Linked DNA regions of Mus musculus: region 1 is linked to region 2. The links are chromatin contacts, called in public HiChIP or PLAC-seq maps. All regions are on one chromosome and are shown on one strand. The core of a region is the stretch at or near the end of the contact, and the rest is flanking DNA. Distances in the headings are between cores, read along the strand shown. Region 1 overlaps Azin2 (antizyme inhibitor 2). Region 2 holds the start of Fndc5 (fibronectin type III domain containing 5).

The links. HiChIP or PLAC-seq counts read pairs in DNA pulled down with a chosen protein or histone mark.
Region 1: a contact with region 2 is called in an H3K27ac HiChIP or PLAC-seq map of differentiating embryonic stem cells, with 3 times the contacts expected there. The contact joins the enhancer-like site here to the promoter of Fndc5 in region 2. A contact is called at or near these places in 14 of 39 promoter capture datasets (the 3T3-L1 cell line, the C10 cell line, the HPC-7 cell line and 9 more), 4 of 15 datasets of contacts at CTCF or cohesin (CD8 T cells, embryonic stem cells, large pre-B cells and 1 more), 21 of 484 Hi-C or Micro-C datasets (B cells, the C10 cell line, the C2C12 cell line and 13 more), 22 of 115 datasets of contacts at active chromatin or transcription factors (the 230-238 cell line, the HPC-7 cell line, the SCID.adh cell line and 14 more) and 4 of 9 other capture datasets (adipose tissue, liver, macrophages and 1 more).

Annotation. Positions count from the first base shown.
Region 1 is chr4:128,945,431-128,949,157 of GRCm38.p6, reverse strand. Azin2 (antizyme inhibitor 2) reads left to right here. Exons shown (of 11, transcript NM_172875.4): 7 at 201-366; 8 at 1,540-1,699; 9 at 2,989-3,101. Among named protein-coding and RNA genes, the nearest start is that of Gm15904, 11 kb to the right of the region's middle. Within about 2 kb of position 1,632, at least 26 of the 459 cell types and tissues checked have an H3K27ac peak or open chromatin away from gene starts, as enhancers often do. A contact at or near this core is called in the N1E-115 cell line, differentiating embryonic stem cells, embryonic stem cells and 1 more, where this site is marked.
Region 2 is chr4:129,135,103-129,138,836 of GRCm38.p6, reverse strand. Fndc5 (fibronectin type III domain containing 5) reads right to left here and starts at 1,838. Exons shown (of 6, transcript NM_027402.4): 1 at 1,674-1,838; 2 at 31-146. The coding sequence starts at 1,758.

The sequences.
Region 1 (3,727 bases), core at 383-2,882, 190 kb after region 2:
GATACCTTGGGACTCCAGCCCTTATCCCCAAAAGGTTTCTCTCCAGAGAGGCATGGAGAGATGGGAGAAGTGCCACCTTTCTGTTCCTAGCTTCCCACGTGGCCCTCTGTAGCCTATGGTCCCAGGCCTCAGTGGTTGCATCTGTAACGTGGGGCTACCTGGACCTTGTATGTAAGCCAAGGCTCTTCCTCCTTTCCCAGTTTTCACATTGGCAGTGGCTGTCCTGACCCTCAGGCCTATGCCCAGTCCATCGCGGATGCTAGGCTGGTGTTTCAGATGGGCGAGGAGCTGGGCCACACGATGAACATCCTGGACCTTGGCGGCGGCTTTCCTGGCTTAGAGGGAGCCAAAGTGAGATTTGAAGAGGTAATGTGTGGTCAAGCGTGGCCTGATGGTTATTCTGTGGTAGGGTATAACAATCCCACTGTGCATACCTTTGGCCCGACTGTCAACACCTTGGGCTTGGTGGATTTTATTGATATTTATTAATCCTGTGCTGTGGCTCAGCTGGGCTCATGGTCTGTGTCATTTCCCAAGCCCGCAGCTGAGCTGGCTGTACCCCAGCTCTGCTTGACTCCCATGCACTTAGCTAGCTAGTTAGAGGCCCAGCCAAGGTAATTTACCTTCCATGAACTCTACAGTGGTCTGAATATGTGTGTCTAATTTACCCTCCAATGGGCTGGTAAGAAACCTGGTGGGAAGGGCACGTGAGGAAAACCAACCTTTGTTTTGCTCCCCTTGTATCCAACATAAATGTGTTGTCGTGATTCCCATTCTGACCCCTAGGGGGCGCATCTCCCTCGTAGTGCATTACTTATGGAGTCTGGACTGTACCAAGTGGCCAGGAGAAGGCCCCAGATGTCCCAGGAATTAGCCTCGAAGTTGACAATTGTGGCCTTGCTAGACATAGCAGAAGTCTAGTAGACTTCCCAGGGCTCAGACTGGCTGGGTATGATGAGAACATTCATGTGGGTAGGACATTCAGAATCCATTGAGTGCACCAGGCTATAAAAATACACATGTGCTGGGGGTGGCATTACACGTTTATAATCCCAGCACCTGGGAGGTGGATGTAGGAGGTCAGGAGTTCAAGGCCAGCCTGGGCTACAATAACTAACCTAATAAGACAAAACAAAACAACGCTAAAAAACTCCAAGCCCACACAACTCAATTGTATTTATAATTAAAAGTAGTGTTTGCATAAGAATGAAAGTCAGCGACCAGGTTCACCCACCCTGATGGCAGATCTAGCTTTGCACACTTGCCTTTTTTTTCCCCTTGGAATCTGACCTACTGTGTAACATGCGAGTTGTTTATGCCCAGGAACCTGGAATCTGAGCACCGAGCATTATGGGAAAGAATACCCCATTCTATGTGGGATTATCTGGACGAATGAGCTATATGACGTCCTCACTCCAGCTCCGCCCCAGCCCAGCCTCCCCCTTCCTGGCTAGCTGTCACCCAGCTACCAGGTGGGACCTTTCCACTGCCGAATTCTTCCCGAAATCTCATGGTCCCGCACGCTGCTCTTCTCTCCAGATGGCCTCAGTAATTAACTCAGCCTTGGACCTGTACTTCCCTGAGGGCTGCGGTGTGGACATCCTTGCTGAGCTGGGACGCTACTACGTGACGTCTGCCTTCACTGTGGCTGTCAGCATCGTCGCCAAGAGGGAGGTTCTGGACCAGGCCAGCAGGGAAGGTGGGTGTGGTGCCAGATGGGCGTGGCCGGCTAAGCAGGGGTGGGGCCTTCTGGAGAATGGGTATTTTCTCTAGGGAAAGTTGCAGTCAGTTCCCCTCACCCCAAAGACAATTTTATCTCGTTATCCCAGTGGTTCTCAACCTCCCTAATGCTGAGACTCTTTAATACAGTTTCTCGTGTTGTGGTAACCCCCAACCATAAAATTATTTCCATTGCTACTTCACAGATGTAATTTTCCTATTGTTATAACTCATAATGTAAGTATGTGATATTTCCTATGGTCTTAGGAGACCCCTGTGAAAAGGTCATTTGATCCCCCAAGGGGGTCTTGAGTGACAGGTTGAGAACGGCTGTGAGAAATGGAATCAAAGAGAATGTAAATGAAGAGGCTAATGGTTGGCTAGAGCTGAGCTTCCCTCTGACCCCATGTCTGCCTCCGCTCATCCTTTCTCATAACCTCATGAGGACAGATTTGTTGACACAGGACAGCGCATAGTCAGGGACAGGTTAAGTCATCAGGTCCGGGCACAGGACTGATATAGAACAGTGCTGAAGTTCAAGTTCAGCCCAGGCTGACTCGGAGCTCACGTGCCCACACCACTGGCATCAGGTGATGCAGAACTCACGTGCCCACACCACGGGCATCAGTGATTTCTTTGCCCTTCCATGTCAGAGCCCCATGAGTGGCCGGGGTCAGTGAATCTGATTTTGGGCCTTGCCCTCTGCTCCAGGCCCCTCACACCGGAGAAAGCCTCCCAGTGCTGTGCTCATCCTCAGATAGAGCTTGTTGGCAGCGCGGGGGCTCCGGGCAGCGTGGAGCTCTGGGCAGCATGTGCATGTGTGCATTCAGACATTCTCTTGACCTCTTAGAGACTTGGGGCTATCCTACCTAGTGTGGCTAGCCTGCCTGGTTTCCTACTCTGTCACACCTCCTCCCTGTCACATGCCTCTGAGAAAGTGGCTTAATGTCCTGGTGACCTGAGTTTGGGTGAGCTGCCTTCCTGCTTTTCCTAGGGCCTCGAGGGGACTCTGAGGCAACAGGGAATTATGGTGTCCTGACTCAGCTGCCCCGAGGGAATCCTCCCAACTCAGAAGTGGATCCATGTCACCAAAAAGATCCATGTCACCAAAAAGGTGGCTTTTGTTGCAGGGTCCATCTCATAGCTGCAGAAAGAGCAACCGTTTGCTGCACAGCTCTCTCCTTATTGAGCCCACTGTGGTGCTAGCCTCCGACTCCTAGGCCCCTCACATTCTGCTTGTGTGGCCCCCGTTCTCTCCCTTCCTCACAGAGCAAACCGGCGCAGCCCCTAAGAGCATCGTGTACTACCTTGATGAGGGCGTTTATGGGGTCTTCAACTCAGTCCTGTTTGACAACACCTGCCCCACCCCCGCCCTGCAGAAGGTGAGCCCACCCCTGTGAATGTGCCGCCGCCCTCCCAAGCATGTGATTTTATCTAACTCCTATTTAATCAGTCTCTGTGATGCCGGGGCTCAAACCGGAGGCCTCAGAGATGCCGAGTCGCGCTGAGCATGACTGTCACCGAGCTGTGTTCCCTGAGTGCAGCTCAGAGGTAGAGAACTTGACTAGCACGCAAGAGGCCCTGGGTGTAATGCACACTAAAAGTGGTTTAAAAAGCCGGGCGTGGTGGCACATGCCTTTAATCCCAGCACTTAGGAGGCAGAGGCACGTGGATTTCTGAGTTCGAGGCCAGCCTGGTCTACAGAGTGAGGGCTATACAGAGAAACCCTGTCTCGAAAAACCAAAAAAAAAAAAAAAAAAAAAAAAGTGGTTTTAAAAAAATGGACAAAAGATCTAGGCATGGTATGTACTTGGAATCTCAGCCCTCAGGATGCTGAGACAGAAGAATTGTGAGTTTGAGGCCAGCTTAGACTTCATCTACCCTGTCAATAATAATAATAATAATAATAATAATAATAATAGTAGTAGTAGTAGTAGTAGTAGTAGTTTTTTGTTTGTTTGTTTGTTTGTTTTTTTCGAGACAGGGTTTCTCTGTGTAGGCCTGGAAC
Region 2 (3,734 bases), core at 589-3,088:
CCTCTCCCCTTAAGCACCCTCAAGGGTTACCTGCTGAGAGATGGCAAAGCCAATGACCACTTCATCCTCCAGGACATCCCAGCTGACCACGGCAGAGTTGGCCTTGAGGTGCCGGACGGTCACGTTCACAGGGGCTGAGGGGCTGTCTGCAGGGCAGGGAAGCACCTGAGTCTGAGCGTGCCCTGCTGTAAGGCCCAGCCCCATCATATATGAGAAAGAGAAAGCTGGGGGAGGCTATGTGAACAGAAACAAGGATCCAAGGTCTCAGCTGGGCCACATGGCTCTCGGTTCCTCAGTGGCTGAGAGGCCCCAGGTTCCTTGTGACTAGCATAGAAACTCCTGCTGGCTATAGACTGGCCAAACCAAGGGTCCTAAAATAAAATTGGTGGACCTGGGCTTGAACCAAGGCGAGAGCTAGTGGATAGGTGGTTGGGCACCGAGCGAGGAATAGCTGAATGGAGTTCAGGAGCTGATTAGCTTGAGAAAAAGCAGCCACAAGGACTCCTAGTCCATTGCACTTTCTATAGCCTCATGTTGTCAAGTGAGTGACCTTGAGGGAAGGAGACAGACCCTGAGATGAAGAGCCAGGAGGGGCTGAGCCCTGGCATGGAGCTGAGGGGCAACCTCACATGGTAAGCTGGGCAGAGGGCGCCTAAGGGGAAGGGTCTATGTGAGCCTCTCCATACTCTGTGGGTCCTCACGTGCGAGGAATAGAGGAAGTTAGAGAAGAGGGGACATTCAGAACAGGGTCCCTTGGTGGAGAGACACCAAGATAGCGCAAGGCCTTCTGGGTGAAGGAAGATGGTGAATGGGGAAAACGTCAGAGATAAGTGGGAGAGCAGTAGAGGAGCAGGGCAGAAAGGACCTTCCAGGAGAGGGGAGTAGAGTCACACGGGGTTATATCATGCAAGAGGGCAGGGGCTGTGATTAGAAGCCCTGGCCCTGAGCAGTAGCCCCATACCCCTCAGACAAGTGGACTCAAGGCTTCAGGATTATGCCAGACATTCAGATGGAAAGGGACAGAAGGACACAGACAGGTGGCTGAGGTCACAGAACCAGAGAGCAGACAAGTGGAACATTGGAGACAGGCAAGGAGACAGAAGCAGGGCGAGAAAGAGAGGGAGGCAGCAACAGCTGCCAGGAGGGACAGGATTGGGGTGATCTAGGGAGGCAGAGCCCCATGGGGTGGGCCAGACACTAACTGCAGCAGGGTTTGCGCCCCCCGCCCCCGCCCACGGTCCCCGCAAACACCCTTCAACCTCAGGTTACAGTTCTCTTCATAGTCGTTCCTGCGCAGCTAGCTGCCTATGGGTCCCTGAGAGATCTTTGGGGATACAGAGGGAGGCCCAAGGTGGGGCACTAGTGTCCTCAGCTGCTCTCAGGGCCAGAAAAGGTGGCTGAGGCAAAGACTCAGGGTTAGGGGATGACCTGAAGGGACCAGGAGCCGCAAGAGCTTTAAAAACTCAGGGCTGAGGTGACTGGCAGAGGTTTGGAAGCTGAAGGACGGGTTTAGGGGTCAAGAAGGTTCGGAGGCGCTAGGGTCAGGTTAGGAGAGTAGGGACCAGGTGACACAGGAGGTCCTCAGGGAGCAGGAAGGGAACCGAGGACTTCCCGGTGGCGGCGTGGGAGGGGAAGCTGTTCCCTCCCTCGTCCCCCTCCCCAGGCCCCCTTACCCGCCTGCACCAGCGCGAAGCAGACGCAGCCTAGCCACAGGCGGAGCGCGGCGCGGGGCGGCCAGGCGCACGGCCCTGGGGGCATGGCGACTCCTGGGCCCGGTGACCGCTCGCACTCACGCTCCAGCCCGCGGCCCTCCCGGCCCGGCCGCCCCGCGCCGCCCCGCGCCGCCTGCATATCGGCTCCGCGGACAGCGACTCCCGCGCGGCGGCGGCGGTGGTGGCGGCGGCGGTGGTGGCGGCGGCGGCGGCAGCGGCCGCGTCCACGTCGGGCGCCTGGGGGGCGGGGCGCCCCCGCTGCGGGGAGAGGGCGGGGGCGGGGTGAGGACCGAGGGCGCCCCCACTCCTGTCCCCGCTCTTCACTCTGTGGGCTCCCGGGAAGCCAGGGGCTTTGGGGACCCCGCGGCTCACGCTCTCTGACCGATGCAGGACCCGTAGCACCGTGCCGCGGTCAGTCCCAGCCTTAACCCTGACCTGGCCCCGGTCCCGCTCTTCCTTAGGGAAGAGGGAGGGCAAGTGCTTGGGAGATGCCCATCTGTACCCCATCTCTCACTCCAGCCCACACCCCAGGCACACACACACACACACACACACACACACGAGCTGTAGAGTGTAAGGGGGGTACAGACTCGGTACTCTGGGGAATGTGTGTACTGGGGCCGAAGAGGCTCTCCTCTGACTCCCTGGAGGTCTAGCTGAGACCTCAGACCAGTCCTTTCTTTTTCTTGTGCCTATTTTTAATCCCCTCGAGAGCACTGCGAATATCTGTCAGGCGCAGACACTCTGTAGGCCTTGGCTGGGTTTGGGACTTGGTTCTCTCTGCAGCCCCTTCAGGTCCACTCTGCTGCGGGGCGTCTCATGTAGGTGGATACTGCAGTTTGGTAACTTGTTTTGTCCAAGGACCCACCACGGGCAGGATTTGAATCCAAGGTGGGCTCAACTTCACACACTCCTCACCCAGAGTGACTTCAACACTCCAGCATCTAGAATCTCTCTCTCTCTCTAAAACTGGCACATTCTAGATTATTAAAAGAACAATCTGGAACCGTGTTTCTCCAAGATCAGAGGGCTGTGGTTTCTGGACGCTCTCGGGACCACTATATCCATTCTGACCTGACTGAGCAGTGATTTAGCTAATGGCTCTAAAGTGGTAGGGGCTGGAAGATGTGGCAGATAGCTCCAGCTAATTAGCACACGTTGATAACCCTTTTTTTCCATCACCTTGGGAACAGCCAGGTGCCAGCCTGTCCTCACACACCCTTCTGGCTACTCCTTTGATGGCCTTAGAGGCAGAGAGGAGCCTCCACCCCACATTTACTGTCCTGCCCTAAGGAGAATCCCTATAGGACAGCAGAAGGCTCCCCAGCCTCAGCCTCTTACTTTCTTGGGCTGGAGTCGCAGTCAGAGAGCCAAGGTTAAGGAGTGAGGTTAGACCAGAGAGGCATCTCACAGAAGCCTCTAAGATCTTCCATCCTATCCCTAGACTTTAGATGAAGAAGAAACTGAATCACAGAGATAGAGAACCTAGAGCTTGGTGCACACACACACACCCCCATAAGGCAAACACACACACACACACACACACACACACATACACCCCTCCTGTACTAATGCTTACCCAAGGAGTCTTTCTCCCCAAGTTTCTACCTGATCCCCTGGGAAGAATGAGGTGTGGGGGGCAGGGGGTTCTGCTGAGCTTTCCATTCACAACACCCAGCCTTCTGTACCCCCAGGACTCCATGCTAGGCAGGCTGACCTCCCACCCCAGCACCATCTGTTTTCTTGGCCACATACCTTGTCCTGGGGGGGCCTTGTTAGGACTTGGACCTTCCGGGATGGTAGCCCAGCCAGGGCACCTTCCCTCTTCTTTTTCTCTTTCTCTTTTGTTAGGTGCTGCCCGCTCTGCCCTACCCACCCCACCCTACCAGCTGCAGCTTAACCCCCAAGGACCTCCTTGCCTTCCCCAGACTACCAGGGGGCTGGCAGGAGCAACTGGAGTCTCTTCGGTTGGCTATCGCACGAGCAGCAGGAAAGAGAGGGGTCAGATAGAGGTCATAGGAT